2 separate regions of the Mus musculus genome follow, and region 1 is linked to region 2. The links are chromatin contacts, called in public Hi-C maps. All regions are on one chromosome and are shown on one strand. Each heading gives the region's core, a stretch centred on a gene start, on an enhancer-like site or on the middle of the called end of the contact. The rest is flanking DNA. Distances are from core to core; before and after follow the strand shown.

Region 1 (2,700 bases), core at 197-2,696, 1.0 Mb after region 2:
GAGACAGCTATGCTGATAGTCTGTGGGAGCCCAGGGTGGCAGCAATCACCATTTGATATAATGCACTAGGCTGGGGAGCACTCACAAGACCCGGGGGTCAATCCTCAGAACCAAACCCAAACCAAACCGGATACCAAAGTCCATTTCCAAGGGCACAGACCTAATCAGTTTCCCAGAATAGAGTAAGACCCAAACATCCAGTCAGTTGTTGAGGTAACAAAAGGCAATCAAGGGGAGAGATTTACTAAGATGCATTCACAGCAACATATATCCTTCAGGCAGCGGGCCAGGAAGCCTGGTTTGACTCCCAGAACAGCCATCTTAGGAAAGCTCCCAGTGACACGGATTGCTTGACACATTATTCAGTACAATGACTCTCAGGCTTGGCAGAACATTGGCATCACCTGGGGCATTCTACCAAAATTGCTTAGGGGTTCCACCTTCATTCTCAGTCTGATGCAATTGGTCTGAGGAGCAGTCTGGGCAGTAGAAGCATTAGGCTTTCCAGATGAACTGAACACGCAGCCGAGGTTGAGAAAAACTGTTTTCCGGCTGTCTGGCTACAGCCAACCCAGGACTGTAATAAAAGGTCAGCTCTAGCTTATCTGAGGACGCTCAGAAAGCCACGACGGCTTGGTTTACAGGCCTGAATAAACATAGGTTACCTGCAACAGCTCCTATACCCTCCGCCAATAGCCATCATCATCATCACGGAACGCCAGCCCCTCTTAGTCCATTCATTAAACATGATTGCTCCCATACCATACCCGGCACTATAGGGAAACCCGGAGCTTCCGCTTACCAGAGCTGGAGAAATGAGCAGTGCCTTGGTGGTCTGCATTTTTCAATCTGCAAGAAGGGGGAGAAAAGAAAAAAAAAAAAAACCGTAATTCCTATGAAAGCCCGGGTGTCTGCTTATACTGGCAACCTCCTGTTGTCCCCATCCACCTCCAATCGTTCCCCCCAACCCTCTTCCTATACCCCAGCTAAGGAGGGCATTAGAGGTCAGAAGGACAGAGCAGATTCCGGGGTCAACCACTCTCTGCGCAGCGGGTCTGCAGAAGGACAGCAACCGAGATCGGAAATAAAAGGAGGTGGCTCAGGCCCCAAGAGGGAAATGTTGCGAAAAGGAATGGTCTCCCGGGAAGACCGGAGGCAGAAACTGGCAGACGTCGTGCAGGATCCTGCCCAAGTTACACTGCTGTCCCCTACTCTCCCCAGCGGCCGTTTATCGCTCATTACCGTTGGTAATTAACATTAATTGATAAGGCTTAAAGACTCTAGTCCTCCTTCCCTATCCCTGGAGGCAAATGGTGCTCCACGTGGCACAACCCACGGCCTTGCGGACCCCTGTCTCCCAGCCCCAAGTCACCTGCACTCCCACTCCCCTGCAGCCCCTGCTCGGCCCACAGCACACTCCCTGCTCAAGGTGACTGACTCACCTCCCAGCTTTAGCCCTTGGTCTGAGCGCTCAGCTCCCCCACCCACGTGTTCGGAGTCCCTTCACTCCCATTGGTCGTTATCTCTCCACGTTCCAATTGGCTGGCGTCATCAACTCCATCCTTCTTATTGGTCTTCTTCAGCTTCTTCCTCTCTCTCCACAGGAGCTTCGTGGCAATTCCCGCCTCCTTGCGGATAAAGGCGGGTTCTTTTTCCGAGTTCGGGGTTACGATTGGTCGAATCCCGAAATGCTTGACCATAGAGTCGACGAGACTCAGAGGTTCTACAACCTTCAACACAAAATGGCGACCAAGGTGCAAGCGGAAGAAAAAAGCGTGGGAGTGACAACCGGCCGCTTGACGCAAGCTGACACGTGATAAGGGCTCCAGGCCTTCATTCGGCCGCTTGGACCTTGGGGCGCATTGCATGTTGGGCCTTGTAGTCCTGTCCAAGGACTCAAGGACCACCGACATCCCGCGAGATGTTGCTTCCTGGCAAGGAGAGCCGACGCCTTTACAGTACCTTCCACCATCGTGATTTGTAAAAACCCCCATTTTCGTCCAAGTATTAAGGCAGGCTGGAAAACTTCTAAGTAGTGAGCGTGCTCTTGTGGGTCTGTCAGTAGTCAGTCAACATGGACTCACAAGTTGAATGGTGGAAAAAAAAAACTCAACAAAATACAATTAAAACCAGGCTTGCTATTTCGTACCCGAAATTTTAGCACTTGGCAGGTGCTTAGGAGACAGGAAAGTCAGGAGTTCAAGGCCAGACTAAGCTTCTTGAGTTTAGGTAAAAAAAACAAGGTAGGGCTAGACAATTGTATTGGGAGTGGGGAGAACTCTAAAACGAAAATAATAATTGGTAGGATGAAGCGTGCAAAGAATTCAGGTGGTGCATGCTTGTAATTTCAGACATCGGAAGGCTAAGGCAGGAAGACGGAGCACTTGCTCCAGGCCAGTCTGGAGTAAGTAGCAAAACCTGGCTTAAAACGACAAAACAATGCCGGCCAGTGGTGGCGCACACCTTTAATCCCAGCACTTGGGAGGCAGATGCAGGCAGATTTCTGAGTTCGAGACCAGCCTGGTCTACAAAGTGAGTTCCAGGACAGCCAGGGCTATATAGAGGAAACCCTGTCTCAAAAAACCAGCAACAACAAAGAAACAAACAAAACCACATGTGTATGCACACAAGCACAAAGGGTAGGGACAGAAAAACAGGACTGCAGTAACCATTCACTAGTGAATTAGAAAACCTTCCTGG
Region 2 (2,700 bases), core at 159-2,658:
TAGAATTGGCCATGTTAATGACCATCTGTGAGGCAAATGGGGACCTTGGTCCAGGGTCAAGATTAACAGGCAGTAGAGGAATGAGCTGTGTCAGCTAGAGACAGGAGACCTAGGATCAACAGCAGGCGATGCTTCTGTAACTTACTGTATATCATCAGCAGTTTTCCCCAGATAGGTGGACCGAACTACGGCCAAGTCCCTTCTAGCTGTGGCATTCATTTGGCGGGGACTTGGAGTGGGCCCTGGAGGATTTCCTACACAAGCAAAGCTCACAACTCCAACTGAACAGGGAGTAACAAGGCATATCCTGGAAAACAGGTGCCCAAGTCCTGTCGGCCATCTTCCTGTCCTCCTGCCTGTGACACAGCCAACTCTTGAGAGACCTGGGTCCACTCCCTACACCAGCTGGCACCAGGGAATACCTTGCAGACAGATGGGGGCCACACAACGTCTCCATCCTCCACTCCGCAAAGCTTTCTCCTGCCCCAAAGCCACCTCCACCCTCAGAACACCGAGTGGGTGATCTTCAGAAACCCAGGGGTAGCCATAGGAGGGTGAAAGCCACCTGACTACCTCATGGTAAGTTGGGCTCTGCCCAGCTAGGAACCGCTGCCAGGTCAGAACAGATTTGATCTTCAAGTGTCCTTGCCCAGTGGGCAGCTGCAGTGGGTGGAGGCTCACCAGTCAGGGGAGTTCCCCTGTTAGCACCTCCTACTTCAAGGGGCCCCCTTCCCACCTGCCCTGGCTTTTCTCCCTTGCTCTGTTCAGAAGTACCCCGCCCTTCGTGCACAGCACAGGTCTTCCAGATGGCTGAATCTCCTTAGCACTCCAACAGCACGTCTCCTGTTTACTCTTGGCTGCCCACTCTCAGTGGCCGGGATCTCCCACTAACTCTATCATGTCTGGATAGGGTCCTATGCCCTCACTGTCTCTTACTCTCCACGATCCCTCGCAACGCTTTCTCCGCGCCCCCATTCTTAGTTAACTGTGAAGGGGGCACTCTTAACTCTTTGTGGGCAGCCAGGTTGGCCTCGCCGTTTACCCATTCCTGTCCATACTCTTCCAAGCCAACCCTCCTACCACCCAGGACCTCTTCCTCCGATGTTAACCTCTCATTGCCAGGGTCTCCTTCCCCGCGCCCACAGCCCCCGGTGCCCGCCTACGCCGACTCCGTACCGAAGTCTAGAAACTGCTTCATGGACAACGGGGACGGGGAGAACTTGCTGAAGTGCTCGATGTACTTGGGTGCCCCTGCCAGGGACGCATTCTTCAACAGCGCCCGGACCCAGCGCATGGCGACGGCGCCTGCGGCTCGGGCTTGGATCTCGCTGCTGTCCCGGGGCTGGAGGCGCTGGCACCGGCCGTCAGCTCGGCCCAGCTTAGCCGGGAGACGGGCTTCGGCCGCCTCCTCCCTACCCTTGCCCTGGCGATGCCTCCAACGCCTAGCCAATCGGCTTGTCCCGGCGCCCCGACGTCGCCAATGGGCGCGCACAAACAACTCTGGGAGAACCAATAGCCTTGCGCTTCGACACGTGGCTCTCCTCGAGGCCCACCTCCTTAACCGTGAAGGTGCTGGAGACGGCCTGTTGTTTTCCTGGGCTGTGCTCAAGTCCCGCCTCCTGTCGCCAACTACACTTCTTGGGGGCCAGCCCCGAGTTAACCCTTTCTTCCCCAGAGTCCCGCTAACCCTTCGTTTGACGTTCTACTTTCCCTGGTTCTTTCCCCTGTCTCCTTCTTTAAAACCTCCCTTCCCTGCCCTGTCCCTTTCCTAAAGGCACCTGTTTGACCTGACAACCTGCTTACCTGCTCTGCTATAGGGGCTCACAGTGGTTTCTCACTCCTATGATGGACCCAGAATGAACACTTGCAAAATCCGAAACCAGTATGCGAGCTTATACTAAGCTATCCTATATGCGTGCAACCCGCTGACTTCCATAAATATCCAAAAAGCCCAAGAAAAGGTCTCTCTCTCTCTCTCTCTCTCTCTTTCGAAAAAGATCCGATATCAGGGTGGGAATGTAGCTCAGAAGGCATGGCACTTGCTCAGTATGCATGAAGCCCTGTATTGATCTCTGGTACTTGGAAAACAACAACAAAAACAGCCAGAGCCAAACCCCCTTAGGACTGGCAGAGGCGGGAGCAGGAGCTATGGTCAGTGCTAATTTTAGTTAAGTTCCATTTTATTATTACCTCGCTCATTTGACTGAGCATAAAACCTTGCGCGTCTTGCACAACCACCTAAGAAGGTAACCTTCTGTGCACCTAACCCGAGACGAGCAACTGTCTGTGCCGCTGGCTTCCTTATTGCGAGTCCCCAGGAGCTAAGGCATCTTAGTGGTTAGCGGCTTGGGAGCCCAGCCCAGTCTTCCTAGCAGTTCCCTGCCTCTTCCCTGAGAAATGTCATGCGCCCTCTTTTGGTAAAACTTGGTATGTGCCCCACTCTCTGGGCCTTCCTAGGTTCATTACTATTGATTATCCAGTGGTTTCCCGGCCTTTACTATGGCCCTGTGAAGCACAGACAGGATTGAGGTTTGGCCTTTAGGAAGTCCTGGTGCTCCTCTTGGAGGCTGAGGCAGGAGGAGATCTGTCCAAGGCCCACCTGAGGCAGTGTGAGTTTAAGTCCAGCCTGGGTAATTTAGTAAGATCTTTTCTCCAAAAGGTAGAGAAGGTGGGTTTGAGCTGGTAGTAACTCAGTAATAG

The links. A called contact is a pair of places that touch in the nucleus more often than the background predicts.
Region 1: a Hi-C map of B cells shows a contact between it and region 2, with 6 read pairs. The contact joins the promoter of Atp5g1 here to the promoter of Pdk2 in region 2. A contact is called at or near these places in 1 of 39 promoter capture datasets (pre-B cells), 1 of 484 Hi-C or Micro-C datasets (B cells) and 1 of 115 datasets of contacts at active chromatin or transcription factors (pancreatic cancer cells).

Annotation. Positions count from the first base shown.
Region 1 is chr11:96,074,185-96,076,884 of GRCm38.p6, forward strand. Atp5g1 (ATP synthase, H+ transporting, mitochondrial F0 complex, subunit C1 (subunit 9)) reads right to left here and starts at 1,447. Exons shown (of 5, transcript NM_001161419.1): 1 at 1,373-1,447; 2 at 803-849. The coding sequence starts at 841.
Region 2 is chr11:95,039,963-95,042,662 of GRCm38.p6, forward strand. Pdk2 (pyruvate dehydrogenase kinase, isoenzyme 2) reads right to left here and starts at 1,409. Exons shown (of 11, transcript NM_133667.2): 1 at 1,177-1,409. The coding sequence starts at 1,294.